Regions from separate parts of the Mus musculus genome. Here region 1 is linked to region 2. A link is a contact called in public HiChIP or PLAC-seq data. All regions are on one chromosome and are shown on one strand. Each heading gives the region's core, a stretch centred on a gene start, on an enhancer-like site or on the middle of the called end of the contact. The rest is flanking DNA. Distances are from core to core; before and after follow the strand shown. Region 1 overlaps Sh3bp4 (SH3-domain binding protein 4). Region 2 has its middle 86 kb from the start of Platr5.

What was found. HiChIP or PLAC-seq counts read pairs in DNA pulled down with a chosen protein or histone mark.
Region 1: an H3K27ac HiChIP or PLAC-seq map of oligodendrocyte precursor cells shows a contact between it and region 2, with 9 times the contacts expected there. The contact joins two enhancer-like sites. A contact is called at or near these places in 7 of 115 datasets of contacts at active chromatin or transcription factors (embryonic basal ganglia, embryonic stem cells, neural progenitor cells and 1 more) and 1 of 9 other capture datasets (embryonic stem cells).

Annotation. Positions count from the first base shown.
Region 1 is chr1:89,135,875-89,139,358 of GRCm38.p6, forward strand. It overlaps Sh3bp4 (SH3-domain binding protein 4), which reads left to right. Exons shown (of 6, transcript NM_133816.3): 3 at 1,685-1,929. The coding sequence starts at 1,812. Among named protein-coding and RNA genes, the nearest start is that of Gm34331, 34 kb to the left of the region's middle. Within about 2 kb of position 1,362, at least 24 of the 459 cell types and tissues checked have an H3K27ac peak or open chromatin away from gene starts, as enhancers often do. A contact at or near this core is called in neural progenitor cells and oligodendrocyte precursor cells, where this site is marked.
Region 2 is chr1:88,838,811-88,842,190 of GRCm38.p6, forward strand. No RefSeq gene overlaps it. Among named protein-coding and RNA genes, the nearest start is that of Platr5, 86 kb to the left of the region's middle. Within about 2 kb of position 1,476, at least 83 of the 459 cell types and tissues checked have an H3K27ac peak or open chromatin away from gene starts, as enhancers often do. A contact at or near this core is called in neural progenitor cells and oligodendrocyte precursor cells, where this site is marked.

The sequences.
Region 1 (3,484 bases), core at 112-2,611, 300 kb after region 2:
AATCAGTCTTGTGGCCTGGACTGGGATGGCAGAGATGACCAGCTCATTTCTGATGGAAGGACTTGTTAGACACAAGAGGAAAGCAAGCACAGGTAGTAAACACCAGTGTCCTTAGAGCAGATGAAGAACCAAAACATACTCCTTACTCACGGGTTCTCAGAGCAGCTCTGAGCTTCACCAGTGTCCTCAGGACAAGCCTGCCATCAGCTGTCACAGCCAGTAGGCATCTCCTGACCTTCCCTTCTGTATTGGCAGCACAGTCTACTGCCTCTCCTTAGACACCCCGGCCTTCAGAATCGCAGGGGACACTTGTGCGGCTGGAAAGTTGGCAAGCCCAGGCTGTGTATGGGCTCCAGCCCATTCCTGAAGTGACTTTCCCCCCCCCCCTCCCACTCTCCAACCTCTTTCCTCTGTCATGAGTTCCCCAGTGTCCGTAAATGGCACGGAGTCTCTGGCATAGAGAGCTTGCAAGCTGTGATCTTCTGGAATCTTAAGGTGGGCGGGAAGTCGGAAGCCTTTCTTGGATCTCTGCCCACTGGTCCCTGGAGCCAAGACTGGCCTCTGATGCTTGGTAGTAGTAATTGGTATTCATTGAGACCTTGCCTCACGTTGTGTATCATTCCATCGTGTGTATTTCTTAAGAAATACAGCAAGTGTAGTTAATGGGCTGGATAGGATTCAGGATTTGTATTGTTAGCAGCAGCAGGAGGTGGGTGCTGAGCCTGCACATTCTGTACATGGGTCCTTTGAGCTGGGGATGTAGTGCCTGGGGCTGGTGAGCTTACTTTGTCATAGAGAGCTGTGTGAGGGTGCCACACCTGCGTCAGAGGCCCCATTTTCAGCCATGTTCTAGGTGGAGTGTTGAGCGCCCCATTGTTTGGGGCTGAGGCGGTATGCATTGGTTTCTGGTAGAGAAGCTGCAAATTTCACGCATTGAAATCAGCTCTTATTGCTATTTCTTGCCCGTCGTCAGTCCTGGTTTAGGGTCTGCTCCAAGCCAACGAAAGACCCCGCCACAAATTTTAAGCCTGGTCTACCTCATCCTACTAAGAACCAACCGTACTCATAATTATGTCCACCAGCAGCCTAGGAATAGCAGTTTGATAGTGTGCCCAATTTCACATGTATTCATTAGCTGCACGTCATAAACCTGGTAGCCCCCAAGGACTGTGCGTATGATGTCTGTTCAGTTCTAGTGGGGACTAGGGGTACACATAGGCAGGGAGCAGCCTCCCACCCCTACCCCCACCCCCAAGCCACCATGGCAAGGCTTCAAGAGCAAATGGTGTTACTGGCTCTCTGTTCCTTGTGCCAAGCCTCCCACGGCCACTCCTCCAACAGGACCCGCCACTCTGGACAGACAGGGGCTGTTTTCTTCCTGAGTCCTGGAAGTGCCAATGTACTGCACGGTCTGAGGCTGCCCTCTTTGACTGCACTGAATGGCCATCCAGGTGCTGGGACACATTTCACAGACCCCATTGTGCCCTAGGAAGAGCATCTCTACGTGCCCACTGGGCACAGGGTCTGTGCAGCTTGCCACTTCTGCTCCTGGGCCAGAGCAATGAATTGGGTCTCTCTCTTCACTGGAATGGTCTGGAAGAAACAGGACTCCCTCCTCCCATAAGATTACCCTCGAAGCCATGCTTCACTTGTTCAGAGGAAATTATTTCTCCTCTCCCTTCAGGAAGAAGCACACTGCCAAGTTGACCCTGCCGTGCAGCGTGACTTTATGAGACAGCAGCTGCTGTCCCTGCTGGAACTAGGGGAGGAGACATGAGACCATAGTACCTCACCCACCCAAGAGGCTCACCATGGCAGCCCAGCGTATCCGGGCAGCCAACGCCAGTGGCCTCCCTCGGTGCAAGTCGGAGGGGACTCTGATAGACCTGAGCGAGGGCTTCTCAGAGACAAGCTTTAATGATGTCAAAGGTAAGTTCCTAGCCAACCCCTGCCTGAGGGGGACATGGGGATATTGATGGCTCGTGGATTTACAGGCAGCCAGTTTTACCATCAGCTCTCTAACCTTTCTGCTATTCATTCCTCCCTGAAAACAGTGCCATTTATCTCTGGATGTGTAGGGAGATTGTGTGTGCACGCATGCTCTTACTAACTTATGTGTGCAGAAATGCACATGGGTTGGGGCACACGTGGATGCAAGTTCACTTGGAGGCCAGATGTCACACAGATGCCACCGGCCTTGGTGTTTGAGGCAGGATCCTCCTGAACCTGGAACTTATTATGGAGTGTAGCAGTCTGGCTGGCTGGCTTTCAGAATTGGGCTGTTGGGCAAACCTCTCAGCTACATGCTTGGATCCCACCCGAGGTGTCATTTGATTCCCAAAAGTCTACTTTGACCTTGCTGCACCACATAGTGGCTTGTTCCTTGGGATGTATTGGTAGCATCCTGGTCCCTTGTTACAGTGTTTAGCCTTCCTACAGCATCAGCAGTTTATTACTGATCACACACACACACACACACACACACACACACACACACGTCCTCCTTGAAGAGGGCCAGATAACATTGACTGCTCACTCTGAAGTCACTCCTTGTCTTCTTCTCACACTGAACACTCAGAACTTTATCTCTGTTCCTTCTCCCTTGGCAAACTCAGAACTAAGTGATCCTGGACTGAAGCCACGGCCCCCGAGGCTTTGCACCGCTTTCCTGTTCCTCTGCCCTGGCATAGGCATGCAGTATTGAGCCCCACTGCAAGTGTTCTTTGAAAGAAGGAGAACAAACTGGAAGGTGTTATAGCAACAGAGTTAGTGGGTGTTGCTATAAATAATAGAACATTTGTTTTTAGAGTTTTTTTTTAATTTTTTTTAGCAGTCGGGTAATGGGCAATGTGTTCTTACTTCAAGCTTTAGGGAGCAGGGCGGGAGGGGGGCTAGAAAAGGTGAGTGGAACATGGAAGGATCTTGCTCAAAACATAGAGGAGAGAGCAGAGTATTTAAAGATAACAGCAGTGATCCAAAAGCAAACAGCCTTGACCAAGTGTGCAGAGCCACTGTACTGCAGGGAGGGCATCTGAGAGTCTGAGTCGCTCAGGACTGAAGAGCCTTGGTCTGCACGGGAGATCCCTCGGCCTCCATACTGGCCTGTCCCTCCTGGCTGCGTCACTTCCATTTACCTGGTGTGCACATCAAAAGGCAAGCAGCTCTTGCCACAGCACCTGCTGCGGACAGAGTCTTCCCTCATACATGTTTTGCCTACAAAACACTTATGTCAGGGGATAGAAAACGTGTTATTCAGGACCCCAAAGTTGCAAAACATCCAGGGAGGTTTTATGTATTATAAAACAACCGATCTAGGCCGTTCACCCCATATCTCATTAAGATGGGATTCGATGAGGATTTGGAGGAATAAAATCTCTGTCCCCGTGTCCTCCTGTTCCCAGGTGTTGTCGGCCATTGATGGAGATGATGCATAGATCTCCAGAAAGGAATGGAGGACACAGTCCACCATGGTCATTCCCCAAGG
Region 2 (3,380 bases), core at 226-2,725:
CCCCAGAATGACACTGCAGTTCTTAGAGCACAGCACAGCCCACACTGAGGTGGTCCTTTGTGCTTCTCCATGTGTGTGAATAGCAGAGTCCCCTGAGGCAGGTTCCCTGGGCCATTTGTACGAAGAGGGGGCACATTCCCACAGCTCCCGGCTCTTCACTGTTCCCCGTTTCATCCCAGGGTCATGTGGCAGGCAATTCTTTTATGATTGTCTTTTCTCTGCACTGAATGGTGCCAGAGCGTCTCCCATCGATCTGACTGAGTTAGGAGAACAGCATGTATAGAGTTGGAACCAGCTTTAGGATAGATCAGTTTTCATCAGTCTCTCAGTCTCTCATAGGAGAAGGAGCACCGGCTCTCCATCAATCCTCAGAAGAGGGCAAAGAGATGTCCATTCCTATCCGGATAAAGTGTTGATATGTGTGCTCTTTAAGTGGACGGAGAGGAATTCTGCTTCCAGTCTCCAGAGTAACACTAACCAACCCTGGGCTTCGGCATCCTTCAGGAAGACTGGGTGAAGGATGGAGTCTTTGGAAAGAGCCCATTACTATATGTAGCTGTCATCATGTTCATGACCAGTCCTTAACTCTAAGCTAAGCTTGTACTTGGTTTGCACTAGGTTGAAACCCTGGAATAAAAAAAAAAAAAAAAAAAAAAAGCTTTGGGGGAAGGGAGTCTCAGGAGTAGCCAGAGATCATTAGTTTCCAAAGCTGTCTGTTGTGCTTTCTCCTTATGCCAAATCCTACACACCTGTGTCCTGCAGCAAAGCCAAGGCTGCTTAGGGAGCAGCAGGAGCAGGTGGGGGTGCCCCCAGGCTGTCCTGCACCTCCCTCCACGATGTTCTGAAAGGATTGTTTACTCCTGCAAGCAGAAGCAAGCTGCTAAATAAATTCAGTTGTCTCCTCTGAAACACCTGGGGCATTTGCTATGAATACAAACTACCGGGGCTGCACCTCCCCTGAGGCTCAGGGGGCCTGGGTGGGGCCCAGGACTCTGAATACTGAAAGCACCTTGGTGGATGGCAGCTGGGCAAAATCCGTCCAGCTCCAGGCACTGGCATCTTAAAGAAAAAAGAGGAACCTGAAGAAGACCTAACTCAGTTGCTTTGCTTTCTGAAGAAAAGACTTTGATTGAGAGAGGGGAGGGGTGGAAGGGAAGAGAGAGAGAAGGGAGTGGTTGAGAGGGAGTATGTGATCAGTAGGGTGGACCCCAGAGGAGACCATCTTTTTGGCAGAGAATCCACGGTCTGCACTGCTAAAGTAAGAAGCCAGGGGTGTGTTTCTATGAAAGGCTCGAAACAAATAAACTTACAATGAAGAAAAGCAGAGGCAGGATTTGTGTCATGGGTACAGAAAGAACCTCTGTGCAGGGAAGGCGGCTTTGAAAAAGCAAATGTTAGTGAAAGATGCTATACATTAGAGGAAGCTCCCGGGGCAAATCCAGCTGAGAGCACAAGGCCCCTTCTGTCCAGCCATCTGCAATCCCTGTCTGGATGCCCACACAGAGCAGGGAGTGTGAGGCCTAATGGCTTTGGGGCTCAAATGAAAAGGAAACAAAGCGATTCCGGAACAAAAGGACTGCAGTCTGAAAGCAGTCTTGGGAGAAAGGGCTCTGTTGAAGAGCATTCCTTCCAAATGGCACCAAATCGGGGCACACAGCTAACTCACTGTGGAGACTCTCCCTCGGACTCACTTCTCTAAGCTCCTGGATCAGGAGGGGCTTGGGTAGGCTCAGGAGACTCCCTGTGAGTTGCCAGGGGTACTAGAGGGAAAGTGAGGATACCCTTGGAGTTACAGCCTCTGATCCCCAGAGATCGCCCACAGGCCGGGCACCCTCCTCAGTCCCGCTGAACCAGAGTTATTAGGATCAGAGCCTGGGCCTAGAAGCCCTAAGAGGGCAGGCTTTACCTCTACGCCCATCACTGGTAGCCTGAAAAGGTGACAGGAGACAAGCGCTTCCTCCCACCAGTACTAAGCTCCCAGCCTTCTTTTTTTTTATTTTTTTATTTTTATTTATTTATTTATTTATTTATCAGTGAGGGATTCCTGGGAAATTTTGATTTGAGAGATTCCATTGTCTCAAGAGTCTGGTAGCCAAAGGGAGGAGTATGTATGTCCTCCTAGAATATCTTTCCTCTTGCCAGGGACGTTGCAGGAGGATCCAGAGCAGAGCAGAGGTCTTGAATCATCTGCCTGTGGCGTTTGACGGAGATTCCTGGCAGAAAGTGGAGCTCTCTAAAGGCTAATACGTAATCATTATTCCTGAGACTCTGGACCTTCCCAGAGCCTTTCTACTGATTGCCTTTTGAAGAGTTGTTGATAGACAGAAGAAGCAGGGTCTCTCTGGACTCTTCCCCCACAGTCCAAGTCATTGGTAGATCATCAAACAGGGTCCGAGCTCTCCAACCATGTGGGAAATACTGAAAGCACCTTGGTGGATGGCAGTGTACTTAGCTCTGGATTTCTAATTATATATCCCACCATGTAACAACAGTACCGAGTCCAGGAGATTTGCCCACAGGTAATGACACAGCTGAGATAAGAGCTCAGGCACCCTGACTCACATGGCCCAGGATTCCTGCTACATCAGCAAATTTCTGAATTACGGGATTTTTTTTCCCCCTTGAGTAGTCAAATGACATTTAATCTTTTCCCGTGCTTGATGAGATGGGTTGAATGAGAAATGTTTCTTGTAGGCTTTTTGTATTTGAGTATTTGGTCCCCATTTGGTGGTGGTGTTTCGGCGGGGGGGGGGGGGGGGGGGGGAAGGGTGGCATGTATCATGGAACCTTTAGAAAGGCAGAGCCTTGCTGGAGAAGGTACATCACTAGGGGCGGGTTCTGGGCATTTATAGCCCCCACCCATCTCCAGTTCATTCTCTCAGCTTCATGTGTCTGATAGAAGATGTGATCTTACAGCTTCACGCTCCAGCTGCCTATTATTGTCACCCCTCACCCTAAGCCCCCACCCCCGCATGTTATACATTCCTCTTCTGCTACATAAACCAAAATAAATTCTTTCTTCCATCATTTGGTCATAACGTTTTATCATCCAACAAAGAAGTAACTAAGACACTTAGAGTTTTCTGGAAATATTTAGTTAAGTCTCTACAATTACACTTTACAATGCTCCCACCCCACCTCCAACCCCTACTGCTTTGCAAAACCCTCCTGAGTATGGGCAGAACCCGAGAGTTGTCTATCAATATTGACACATGCAAAAGGTGACCGGTGAGCCTCTCTTCAGTAGGCCTCGCTGGTATGGGAAAAGAGAAGGGATTGTCAGGGAAGACCTTGACTTGACAAGGAAAGAGAAACCAGAAAAAGTATCCTGTTGATCCTTTGGATAGATAACCATCCCAAATTCACTTGACCTACAAACC